Linked DNA regions of Sus scrofa: region 2 is linked to region 1. Evidence: chromatin contacts called from public Hi-C data. All regions are on one chromosome and are shown on one strand. The core of a region is the stretch at or near the end of the contact, and the rest is flanking DNA. Distances in the headings are between cores, read along the strand shown. Region 1 overlaps SPTLC3 (serine palmitoyltransferase 3). Region 2 overlaps ESF1 (ESF1 homolog).

Evidence for each region. A called contact is a pair of places that touch in the nucleus more often than the background predicts.
Region 2: a Hi-C map of omental adipose tissue shows a contact between it and region 1, with 1.9 times the contacts expected there. The contact joins two enhancer-like sites. A contact is called at or near these places in 11 of 47 Hi-C or Micro-C datasets (alveolar macrophages, brain, embryonic fibroblasts and 7 more).

Annotation. Positions count from the first base shown.
Region 1 is chr17:21,849,948-21,856,326 of Sscrofa11.1, reverse strand. SPTLC3 (serine palmitoyltransferase 3) reads right to left here. Exons shown (of 12, transcript XM_003134257.4): 9 at 1,219-1,345. Among named protein-coding and RNA genes, the nearest start is that of SPTLC3, 84 kb to the right of the region's middle. Within about 2 kb of position 4,151, at least 3 of the 83 cell types and tissues checked have an H3K27ac peak or open chromatin away from gene starts, as enhancers often do. A contact at or near this core is called in omental adipose tissue, where this site is marked.
Region 2 is chr17:22,437,149-22,443,690 of Sscrofa11.1, reverse strand. All of the region lies in intron 9 of ESF1 (ESF1 homolog), which reads left to right. Among named protein-coding and RNA genes, the nearest start is that of ESF1, 40 kb to the left of the region's middle. Within about 2 kb of position 3,425, at least 3 of the 83 cell types and tissues checked have an H3K27ac peak or open chromatin away from gene starts, as enhancers often do. A contact at or near this core is called in omental adipose tissue, where this site is marked.

The DNA.
Region 1 (6,379 bases), core at 2,902-5,401:
ACTCTATAAACTGTATCTGAAAGATAGAGAGTTCCTAGAGCCTTTGATGAAACAGTATTTCTTTCTTTCTTTTTTTTCCTCTTAAGGCCACACCAGTGGCATATGGAAGTTCCTGGGTTAGGGTTTGAATCAGAGCTGCAGCTTGAGCCTAAGCTACAGTCCCTGCAACACTGGATCCAAGCCGCATCTATGACCTACGCCGAAGCTTGCCGCAATGCGGGAGCATGAACCCATGAGGGCCACGGATCGAACCTGCATCCTCAGAGAAACAATGTTGGGTCCTTAACCACTGAGCCACAACAGGAACTCTGAAATAGTTTTTCAAAAAGAAGATTAAGCTCATTTGAGTGGAACAAAGTAGCACACCTTGCCTGTGGTAACCTGACGTCTAAGAAATGACAGGAAAGTTATCATGGTGCTTTATCCATATATCCTTAAATGGGCAGCAATGGATTTCTTCTCCCCAATCTCTGGCTGATAATGAATGAGTAAACAAATGAATGAATAGATGGATGGGTGGATGGATGAAAAAAATGAGTATTAAGTTGGCGAGATTGTTCTCAAGGGAAACACAAGTGACAGTCCCAAGAAAGCACAGCAAACATACACCAAGGTCAACTTCCTTTTAACACAACCAATTAAACAAAAGTATCCACATTTACTGATAACATTAAGAGGTGAATTAGAGCTGTTTTAGGCCCACTCGCTTTTCTATAGGACACCCTGAGGGTCCCGGGCTGTGAGCAGGACAGGTGGGCTGAGAGATGAACTGCCAGGGCACCTTTGCTTTCAAAAAGCATCCTCTCCCTTCTTTTGTGGTGATAGCAGTTTTAGTACATTTATGTTCTCTGTACTATTCTCTTTTTTTGGCTGTCCCCTGGCATAAGGAGTTCCCGTGCCAGGCCGGGATCAGATCTGAGCAGCAGCTGCAACCTCAGCCACAGCTGCAGCAATGCCAGATCCTTAACTGGGCCAGGGGTTGAACCCACATCCCAGAGCTCCCAAGATGCCTCCAATCCCATTGCAGCACAGTAGGAACTTCTACTATGTACTATTCTGTACTATGTACTGTTGATGTACACATGGCTTGATTTACAAATTGGTTATGTTGAGATGAAGGTGTATATTAGAGAAGGGGGAGGTTGCTGGGGCACAAGGGAGACAGAGAGGCCTAAGAAAGGAGCTTACAGGAGGAGTGCTAGCCATGGACTCTCTTACCTTGCGTGGTCCCATCCAGTCCCATGATTAATTTCATCGATCTGATGATTTGCTCTGCTACTGGAGGGCTCATGGATGTAGCATAAGCAGCACTGTGTGAGTGAGCTCGTAAATAATCCACAAGGTCCTTTAAGAAATCCAAAGAGAAGGCAAATAAATCTCAGTGCTGGTGATCCCATCTCCATCCATTATAGCCCAAGACAGTTAATTCTTGAATGTAGTTAGATCGTCCGTGGGTATCACCAAACTATTTTTTTTCTATCCCTTCCTCTTCATCTCTCCTTCAAAAACCTAGAAAGTATACAAACATGGGATGCTGAGAATTTGGAGTTGAGAGCTGTAAGGCAAAACCAGATGTGCAAAAGAAAAATGGTTTCCTAGACATTTGCTTGAGTACCTAGCCTATCCAAGCACTGGTTGAGTGTTCAGAAGTGTCTGAAGGGATGTGTTTTCTGCCCTTAACATATTACATCAGATGTATTCCTGCCCATGGAGAAGTAATGGCAAGAAAAGTAAAAAGCCACGCAAACTAGTATATGCAGTAGGGCGAACAGAATACAGAGGAAAGAGAGGAGGTCTGGCCAGCATGAGTGGGTAAGGGAGATTCCCTTAAATGACAAGTTCCCATTGTGGCACAGTGGAAACAAATCTGACTAGGAACCATGAGGTTTCGGGTTCAATCCCTGGTCTTGCTCAGTGGGTTAAGGATCTGGCATTGCCATGAGCTGTGGTGTAGGTTGCAGACGCAGCTCGGATCTGGTGTTGCTGTGCCTGTGGTGTAGGCTGGCAGCTGTATCTCTGATTCGACCCCTAGCCTGGGAACCTCCATATGCCTCAGATAAGGACCCTAAAAAGTAGAAAATTAATTAATTAATTAATTTTTTAAAAAAAGCATCAGGTGTAAAGTGAATTCCTGGTGCTGTTGGCAATTATTGTTGATGGGTTGCCAACTCAGAGATTCTTAAAAATGGAAGCATGGGGTGGGAGGAGAGGACCACAATATAAAAGTTTGGACTGTCTTTATTGCAGCTCCCTCCTTTTGCAGAGGGGAATGCTGTTAGGTTATGTGACTCATATTAATAGACCCAAACAACAAACCAAAGGTTTTAAGCCCAGAACTGCCTTATTGGGTAAGAGTGAAAAGGAAAAGAGAGGCATTTAGATTCCAGCTGCAGCTCAGATTCAATTCCTGGCCCAGGAACTTCTATATGCCATGAGGGAGGCCATAAATAAATAAGTAAATAAATAAATAAATAAATAAATAGGGAGTTCCCATCGTGGCTCAGCAGAAACGAATCCGACTAGGAACCATGAGGTTGCAGGTTCAATCCCTGGCCTTGCTCAGTGGGTTGAGGATCCGGCATTGCCATGAGCTGTGATGTACGTTGCAGAGGCAGCTTGGATCTGGCGTTGTTGCAGCTGTGGCATAGGCCGGCAGCTGTAGCTCAGATTAGACCCCTAGCCTGGGAACCTCCATATGCCTCAGGTGGGGCTCTAAAAAGCAAAAATAAAACAAAAACAAACAAACTTTTAATACATAAGTAAAAAATAAAGAAAGGACCCAGACCTGTGGCAGACTACATGACTACAGAGGTAGCAGAGCTGATGATTTCACTGATAGACCCCAAGCTAATGTTCATCAGCTGCATAAGTCTCAATTTGAAGAACTTTCTATGTATTAACTCATTTTAGCTTCACAATAATGCTTTGAGGTAGGTACTATTTTAATTTCCATTTGATAGGTGGGATCACTGAATTACAGACCAGATCAGAAAATGATCCAGCCCCAAACTGGCTGGATAACAAGGATGTGGACCCACAGAGTTTGGCTCTAGCATCCCTCTGCCATGTGCACTATACTATATTACTTCTTCAGATCAGAGGAGTTGGCTTGGCATGGGGTGAGGGAGGACCCAGGAGAGCACAGACAAGCCTCCTTCACAGCTCCTTACCCCTGTTGTGCTTTCCTTAATCCACAGAGATTGTGCTTCTGGAGAAGCAGGGGAAGGGGAGAGTTCCTATTACACTCCCGTGTTCATGGTACTAAACCAGAGAATTGCATCAGTCTCAAACTCTTTCATATCTATTAACTTTTACTTCTGCAAAAAACCTGAAACCTTCTTGAGTTATATACTTTCTTATACACTCTCTTAAAATCCATAGTGGTGGCTATTTAGAGGGGGCCTGGTAAAATACTGATGGTCTAGTGGAAAGCAGAGGGGTTTTAGGGACCGAGGAAGGATGGTGAAGGTCCCTGGTGTATAGAAGGGAGTACTAAGCAGCATTCTTAGGAAGAGGTGTAGTGATATTCGTGTAGCCTTGGGGCATCACTGACAAAAACCGAAGAAATAATACAAAGTTGCCTTTGATCCCTAACGGGCTCTTTATGTCTCCAAACTCCAATTTCCCTTTGCAAATCAGATATTTCACAAAGCCAAGGTCATGTGCACCCTTAGTTTTATAAGTGCTTCATCAGCATAGTATCTCTTCCCTTTAACGTTGAGACTATCTTGCCCATAATCTTATTTCTCTCAGAGTTGGAGTGCGTGAATGGGAGCTCACTTGCTTGCTTGGTACAGAAAGTGGGGCTCCTAGAGTAACTCCCACAGAGCCTCGGAAACCTTAGTTCCTGGTTTCTGATTCCTTCCTATTATTGTCCACTGGGTGCCATGAGCCGTAGTTAAGAGTTGGCTTCATTCTTTGACAAGGAGAGTCAGGGTTGTGTTTTCCTTCAAGGCAGGTTAGAGGTCTCCTCAGACTGAGTTTCTAAGGCCATTAGTAAGTGCAAAACCCCAAGCCTGGAGTTCAAAGACAAGGGTGGCTTTTCTGGGGAAATCAGACAGGAGGCTCTTAGAATAAACATCTTGGAGTTTATTCCATGACCCCCATTTACTTCAAAGGGCTGGTAAAGACAGCCTGGGCTGAGCACACAGAGCAGAACTGGCTTCTGCCTCCCTCTGGCACCCAGACTTCTGGGTCTAACACTCCCACCAATCCTGCCTGCCCTGCCCCACTTCTTTTCCAGAATCTCAACCCGGCAGCTTATCAGGCCTGAGGGCTATTTTTCCTTCCTTCGTTTGCAAATCTCTGGTCAGTCTGTGGAGGCTGTGAAAGCCAGTGTCATCCCCAGGCATGTGAAAGGACACAGGATCCATGCTGGTTAAAAAATCTGGACACCCCCCCCCGCCCCCCGCCAAAACTAGAGTCTATGACGTTGAACCCGTCTCCTCAGCAACTGAATTGACGCAAATTTAAAAATAAAAATAAGGAAACTATCCAGCTCAGGTTTTCTTCAGAGAGTTCTCTGGTGGCTCAGCAGGTTAAAAATTTGATCTTGTCACTTCTGTGTTGTGGGTTCCACCTGTGGCCTGGGGAACTTCTGCATGCTTGGAGGCATGGCTGAAATAAAAGGAGGAGGAGGAGGAGAAGAAGGAGGAGGAGGAGGAGGAGAAGAAGGAGGAGGAGGAAAAGGAGAAGGAGAAAGAGGAGAAGGAGAAGAAGAAGAAACAGAAGAAGAAGAAGCCTCCATTCATGGAGCTCTGAGAGGTGGATAGAAGTACCTGATGTTCCACTGAAGGTTATGAAAGAACAAAAGCTTCAAGATGGGCCATTCACAGATCATCTATAGCAGTTCTAAATCCACAGTGGGCAAAACAGTAAATCCTTGCTGGCTCTTGAGAGACTGATTTAGCAGTTTCCCTGAGGTGGGGAGAGTAGGTCTGGCCAGGGCAGTCAACTCCAAGGGTGGAGATGAATTTGTAGGACATTTTCTTAGAGAAGGCTGAAGCCACAACCAAAATCTCTTCTCTCTGTGGTTGTATCTTAGCACCAAACCAATTTTTCTCTTGTGCGTTTCTAAGTATAATTTCTTCTGTGACGCATCTGGTTGCTAAGGCATGCAGTTCTGACCTTGACCTACTCCAAAAGGATTTCTAGAACCTTCTAGAAATTGTTATTGGGAATATAGTCCCTCTACCACTACCACTGACACTGACTTTAAAAAGAGAATTATTAAGATAAGGTGAACGGTTTTGTCCCTCTCTAGAGTTTTGGACCCAAGTGATTAGTTTTAAATATCAAGATTTACTAGGAAGCCCATCCATGTAGTGAACTTGAAATTATTAAGATTTCAGAAAAATGTAAGATCCTATTGTGCAGTTTAACATCCTTTGTGATTAATGTGTTTGGGCTTTTGTAGTATCTAGTATCTAGAATGCTGGGGCTTTTGCAGTACTCCCCCAAATGGAAATATTTTCAAATATCCAGAAAAAACATGATGATGTAACTCTGAAAACTGAACTCAAAATGTTTAAATGGATAGCAGGGAGATTTTTTTTCAAACAAAGATCTTTAGCATTTGCCCAATTCTATGACCTACCAATTAAGAAGTATAGTTTTTAAAAAAGGCTCAAAGTGAAAATTCTTCTCAAAATCCATGTCCAGGGGAATAAAAACTTGGATTTAAATGGAAACTACACATAATTTAAAATTAACATAATTTATCAACTTAAATGTACAGAAGAGCAGATACATACGTTCCATTAACTCACGGGTTCATTAGGTTGGAAGGAAACCACAGTTTACCTGGATTTATCACAGTCTCATCAAATTGATTCCAAATGGGTGTTTATCTGATTTTTAAGTCATCAGGAGACTAAACACCCAGACACTTTTTTGAATGGCCTCCTATTTCCTGCACACTCTCCCGGTCTTGAAAACTGCCCTATTTTGCATTTTGCTGTTTCAGGGCAGCAAGTCTCAGTAAAGACATATGGGTCTCAGCCAAACACTCTCTAATTCTTGCTGCCATCTAGTGGTAAATTCAGAGGCTGCAGTGTAATATGGAGGAGGGAGGGGCAGGGAAGAGGGGAGGGGAAAGTAAGGGGGGAGGGTGAGAAGAGGGGGAGAAAGGGAAATGATGCAGCCCTCTGGGTCCAAGTATGCACGGAATGAGTTTTTTAAAGAGCAAAAAAAGATCTACATACTTTTTCTTCATCCCAATTAGTGTAAATAATAATTTTCACAATTGCTTAGTATCTTCCCCAAATCAAGAGCAGTTCCCCCGACAAGGGCAAATAGAGTCTGAGGGAGAACCATACTCAGCTTGTCCTAACTTCTGGTGGTCGGGAGCCTTGGTTTAAAGGGGAATCTGAGTGGAACC
Region 2 (6,542 bases), core at 2,176-4,675, 590 kb before region 1:
GTACTTTCTTGTTTTATTTTAGGAAATCCTCGTCTATTCAGTCAAGACCATTGTGCACATTTCTTTTCTACTAAAGACAGGAAGGTTTAGGATTTTTTGACTTTTAAGTCTTTGATTCATCAGGACTGTGGGTTTTTTTTGGGGGGAGGGCTGTGTACTGTAAGGTAGGAATCCAATTTTAACTTCTTCTACACGGAAAATTTTTTTTTTTTTGTCTTTTTTTTTTTTTTTCAGGGCTGCACCTGCGGCATATGGAGGTTCCCAGGCTAGAGCTCGAATTGGAACTGTAGCCGTCGGCCTATGCCACAGCCACAGCAACGCGGGATCTGTGTCTGCAACCTACACTATAGCTCACGGCAATGCCGGATCCTTAACCCACTGAGCGAGGCCAGGGATCGAACCTGCAACCTTATGATTCCTAGTCAGAATCGTTTCCACTGTGCCAAGATGGGAACTCCCCTGGAAAATCTTTTTTATCCTCTTCCATTTATTGAATAATCTGTCCTTTCCTCCAGTAATCAGACACATTACCCCTGTCAGACACCAAAGTTTCAAAACTCTGTGCATCTGTTGGTTGTCTCTCTGTTTTATTGGTCAGTCAGTACTCTGCCTAACCTGGACCAGTAACAGACTTCTAAAAACTGGATAAAGAGCACTATCAACCCCATGCCTACGCTCTCTCTAGGCCAGTTGGTGTGAGGGCTCTGTGAAGAAAACAAACACCACCACCAACAGCAACAAACACTTGGAGGTGCTGCCTTGTGCAGTATCTTCAGGGAAAAGCCAGGTTTCAGTTAGCCCACAAGAAGATAAAAGTTCAGAGATACAATAGTTGAGTTTTACTGACAATGTACTATGAATTCCAGAGAATTTGGTAGTAAGGAATTAAAGGGAGAGGGAGATAGTGACAGAAGAGTGGATGTAGTTTACTTCTGAGGATTAGAACATGGAAGATTAGGGGGAACCTGATGATTAGGGGATTTTTGTGGTGTCTGAAGTGAATAAGGGATAAAAGGCACCGAGATTATTCTTGGTGGGTCCAAGGCATATTTTGGTGGTGAAGCTCTGAGTGTTGAGGATTAGGGGAGGGAAGGGTATCTGCTGTTGCCATGGATGCAGCAAGCTAGTCCCCTCGTAATCTGGAAAGGGACAGTTTACTGTGAACTCAAAAGGCTTCGCCTTGACTCCTATTGACCGAGTTTACAGGTGAGGAAGCCAGTGTAACTAAAGGAGATATTGTCTTACCACCCACTTCTGAACCCTGTCAAGAAAGGGTTGGTCTTGTTCCATAGTGCTGTCTTTTGTCCCTGGCTTCTAAAAATACTTCAGTGTTATAGGATTTCACTGTGGTATATATCTAGGTCATTTTTTTGCTTGGTAGCTTCAATCTTCCTAGAATAAATTGGATACCCAGAATCCTGAAGATTAGTATTTATTTTCACTTGTTTAAAAAATTCTGAAAACTTCCTCAATCATTTTCTCTCAAAACACTACCGTTTCCTCATTTTCTCTCCTGGAAATCCTATTTGATATGTGTGGTACCTTCTCATCTGTCTTTGAATCTGTGCAGCATGCTGGGTAATTTTCTTCTGTCTTTCAGTCCATTAGTTTTTGTCTTTATTTCTATGTATTTTGCTGTGTAAGTTGATTGACTTAATAATTTTAGTTACGCTTTTTATTTCTGGAAGTTTTTTTTCCCCAAAATCTGTTTTATACTTTTGATAATCTAATATTTTGATTTCCTTTTTTTTTTTTTTTTTTTTTTTGGTCTTTTTAGGGCTGCACCCACGGCATATGAAGGTTCCCAGGCTAGGGATCTAATTGGAGCTATAGCCGCCAGCCTATGCCACAACAACGTCAGATCCGAGCTGTGTCTGCAACCTACATCACAGCTTATGGCAATGCTGGATCCTTGACCTGCTGAGCGAGGCCAGGGATCGAACCTGCAGCCTCATGGCTCCTATTTGGATTCGTTTCCTCTGTGCCACAACAGGAACTCTCATTTCCTCTTTTTTTTAATGTGCTGATTTTGTCCTCTGTATCTGATAATTTCAAAATGTATAGTCTTTATAGATTGACTTATTTTGTTCCTACTCACTCTGGTTCATACTGAATTTTGATTGTGATCTCATTGTTCTTGGATCTTTCTTTACCTATGGGAATTCTCAGACACTTGGGTCCAAAGTGCTTCTTTTAGAGAGTAGTTGCCAGGTACCTAAGGGCACTTCCAATCCAGGACAATTGAAACCAAATTTTTGGACTAGGGTGTTTGAGGCCACACAGATAGTTTAGAACCATGGATAGTGGTTCTAAATCTCTGGGGGGAAAGTATGTTTTTACTTGCTTTGTTCTGCCCATCGCCAAAGCCCAAACAGGCGTGTGTTCCTTCTGAATTGTTGGAGAAGGAGCAACATCTACTCAGGGATCCTGGTTTCATGGTGGTGGTCTCTGATGGAATTTGCCGTCATAATCAGGCTCCAAACTTTGTCTCCAGCCTCCTTGTTTAGCAGCCCATAGAAACCCAAGGACCATACAAGACCATAGCATCTTAGTGTGTGTCCCCAAGCAAAACGCCTTGCTTCTGAGCTAATTATGACTCTTTTTGAGCTTTCTTATTTTGACTAAATTCCCTAAAATTGCTTTTGTTTCTTTGTGTTAGCCATTCAAGTTTTCATTTATTTTCTACCTTCTCTATTAACATTTTATGTAAAAAATAACAATAGATCAAATAGTTCTTTAGTATTCTTTGCCACAAATTAAAGAACAGAATGGCTTCATCAGACTTGGCCAGAATTTTAGTCTGTTAGTATTAAGGACAGCTTGCTATTATGTACATTGTGATCACAAACTACTTGAAAGGCAAAGAAAACATACAAATAAAGTACAACAAATATAGGAAACAATAGCTCCCTAATGAAGCCCAAATGTCTTATATTTGAAGTCACCTTTTTAAGAACATTTTAGTCTGAGAAGCAGGGATAGCTTGGCGCAGTAAAATGAATATACTTGCAAATGGAAGGCATCATTCTAAAGGAGAGTAAAAGGAGACCCAGAAAAGGTTAGAGAATGATAAGCTCAAATTTAAGGCAAGAAAAGAACAGTTGCTACCCACTTGAAGTAGCTTTTAGACAGCAACAACAAAAAGCACTAACACTTATTCATTCAGTACATACTTTGGGGGTATCTTGTACAAATACCTCATTGACTATTTGGGTAGATATAGAATTAAATGTTGTGTGAGAAGCCTTTCCCAGTTTAAGTAGCTTACCTGTGCTATACTTTTATTTTATTTTTCTTTTTTATGGCCATACCTGCGGCATATGGAAGTTCCTGGGCTAGGGGTTGAATCGGACCTGGAGCTGCTGGCCTATACCACAGCCATGGCAACACCAGATTCGAGCTTCATCTGAGACCTGTGCCGCAGCTTGAGGCAACACTGGATCCCTAACCCACTGAGTGAGGCCAGGGATTGAACCCACATCCTCACAGAGACTATATCAGATTCTTAACCTGCTGAGCCACAATGGGAACTCCCTCTTATCCTTTTTATCTTTATTATATAGCTGTCTATATTGTTTCCATATGGTAGATATAAAAATATTCTAACAGTGCTAAATGCACACAAAGAGCATTTCTTGGCTCTGTCTGGCTGATTGGTAAAATTTGCTATTTACTGTTGTTTCCAAGGCTAGTTTTATTTTGCTTTTTAATTTCATGAATTGTTACTTCCTCTCTATAAGGTTGGGAACACATTTGTTTCATTTATCCATTCATTTGCACTTCCATTCATTCAGCAGACATTTATTAGGTGTATGCTATATACTAGGCCCTTGAGCCATAGGGTTACCTTCATTGGTGGGGGCGAATACCAGCCTGTGGCCTTTACTGTCATGGAGCTTGCAATCTAGTAAGGGAGATAGCCACTAATAATAATCTTTAAAATCACACCAATAAATATAAAATTGTAACTGTGATAAATAGTGCAGAATAAAAGACTATGGTACTGTAAGACTTTAGGAGATTGGAATTTACAGGAGTTTGAATTATGAGCCAAGTTAGAAACACTTCAGATGCTAATTTTCCTCATTACAAAGATTGATAGTTATACTTATTGATAGTTATGCTCTAAGAATAAGTACATGTGTCCTTCCCTCTCCCCACACCACTGGGGAAAGCTGGCCAGTTTAAAGGGGTGTCTTTAATGTCAGTGTTCCTTGGGGCATGGTTGGTGGTTTTCCTCTAAAAACCCTACACCCAGAGTGAATTCCAAGTTGGAGGTTCAGGTGGTGATAGTTACATTTTAAAAGCTACTTTTGGAATTGAGTGTTACCATAGTCTCATTTAAACATACAACCATAAATAAAGATTGTCTTAAGTGTTCATAAATATTCTCAATGGATCCTAAGTTCTCATGTAAATGAAAAGTGCTAGTTTCAGCCTGTAGGAGAAATCTTAAAATGTGTATTTTATTTTTATAAACAAAATCAATTATGGTACCTAGTTAAGTAATTCATATCCTGCCTCTTAAGGACTTTTCAAAATTTCAGATGAGCAAGCTCAGAAGAAACGTATATTCTTATTTTAGTGGATTTCGAAGGCTATTTTAAAGTATTTTCATGTGTACGCAAACTGCCAAAATAATTCTGAATGAATAGCACTTAAATTATTGTCGTAATTGAGTCATCTGTATTCATGGTTGGCTTTAAAAGAGTTTTTCACCTTTTATTTGTAGGATTATTGATTTTATTTTTAACTAATTCAGCAGTCCTTGGCTATATGCTTAAATTTTTACAAAAACAAATTTGCACAAAACTAAAAACATTTATAATGAAGTTGTTTTTCAGTCACATAGTGGCTGCTCTCAAATGAGGCTAAAACTGTCTAAAGAATGTTCTTGTGCATATGCCAAGAAGCTTCTGGGATGGGCATATTTTTAAGAATTTAGAACATAAACAACTGTGATCTGTGGCAAGAGATTTAAATGACCTCATGATGACAGCAAGAACAAAGCATTTTTAAGTTATCGTGGTAGTGTGTTAATTCATTGCAATGTGTTTGTCATTCTACTATTTTGGTCTATTAAGTGAGAGCCAGGCAAAAAAATTATAGACTGTTTTTAACTGAAGATACTATTTCTTTATTGCTGTAAACAAACTAAATACCAGAAGAGTATTTCCTGAGAATGGTAGTTTCATGAATTATTCTAAAGCTATAGGTCTTTTTTTAAAAAAAAAAATCCATAAACCACTTTGGGATAAAGGCCATTTATTTAGATCCTAAAGTTTTGATTCATTTTCTGTTGGAGAGAATATGTTCCAAACATGAAAGATCAAACAGTTGGCTTGAAATAAGAATTCCTCCTTCAAGACAGATCAATTAAGTGCTTGTTAAGTACTTACTCTGTGTCTGGCACTATGCTAAATATTATGGAATACAAAAGGAGGTGACTTTAGCTGTCTTTGTTCTAGTTGGAAGAAAAGGCAAACTCAGTTGAAATTTCTAAAGTGGAAAAAAGACATTATAATCAAGTACCAAATGAAATAATACATTATGTGATACAAATAATGGAAAAAGCACTTCTTTTCAGAAATGACTTCTGATCATCCTCTAGAAGAGTGGTTCTCAACGAGGGGTGATTTTTTTCTCCAAGAGGCCATTTGGCAGTGTCAGCAGAGATTTTTGATTTTCATGACTGGGGCTATTGGCAGCTAGTGTGGATAGCCCCGATATATTGCTAAACATCCTACAATGCTCAGAACTGACTGGTCCAAAATAGCACTGGTACTGTAATGCGAAACCATGATGTAGAACCTGCAGATGTCAATGCCAGTAAGTTTTTGAAGTTGTGGGAGAGGGACTCCTGTCTTCCCCTAGACTTATTTTGCCCCTGTAATGCGTAAAACTAAATGTTTACTCGTAGCCCTTGGATCCTTACATAGAAAGGAGCATTGAGTATCTATAAGCTTTTGAACATTGTATAAAAGTTTTTCCGGTACAGTGTTTCAGAGAGAGAAAGTCCTTAGTTTTTATAAAATTCTCAAAGTATCCATGTTCCCCAGAAATGTCAAGACCCAGTCACATGTGGACTGGTTCATAGATATTGAGACACATTAAACCAATGTTCTAGTCACCTAAAAGAGACAATAACATAGAACTTTATTAACATCATGCCAAGCTAGAAGAAGAGTTTTAAGTTTCAAGGATCAAAATTACTTTTGGGTGGGGGGGGGGGCTTCTAAATATATTACTTAATTTAGTATTTTGGAGCAATAAAATTTTTCTTAATGTATGAGGAAATTATGATAAATGTCTTAAGGAGTATTATTTAAACACCATATTTAATAATATAAAACTGTGCATTTAGGATTTAAGAGTGGACTGTGTGCTGACCCAAGACATCATCTCTAAATTGCTTTATTTTACTATTTGAAATCAACTTGTTTTGTCAGGATTTCCTGCTTTCTCCAAAATGAGAATCCTAGTTTACATGCCCTGAGGTGCCATGTAACTGTTGATTCAGTCAGAGATATGGACATGTTTTA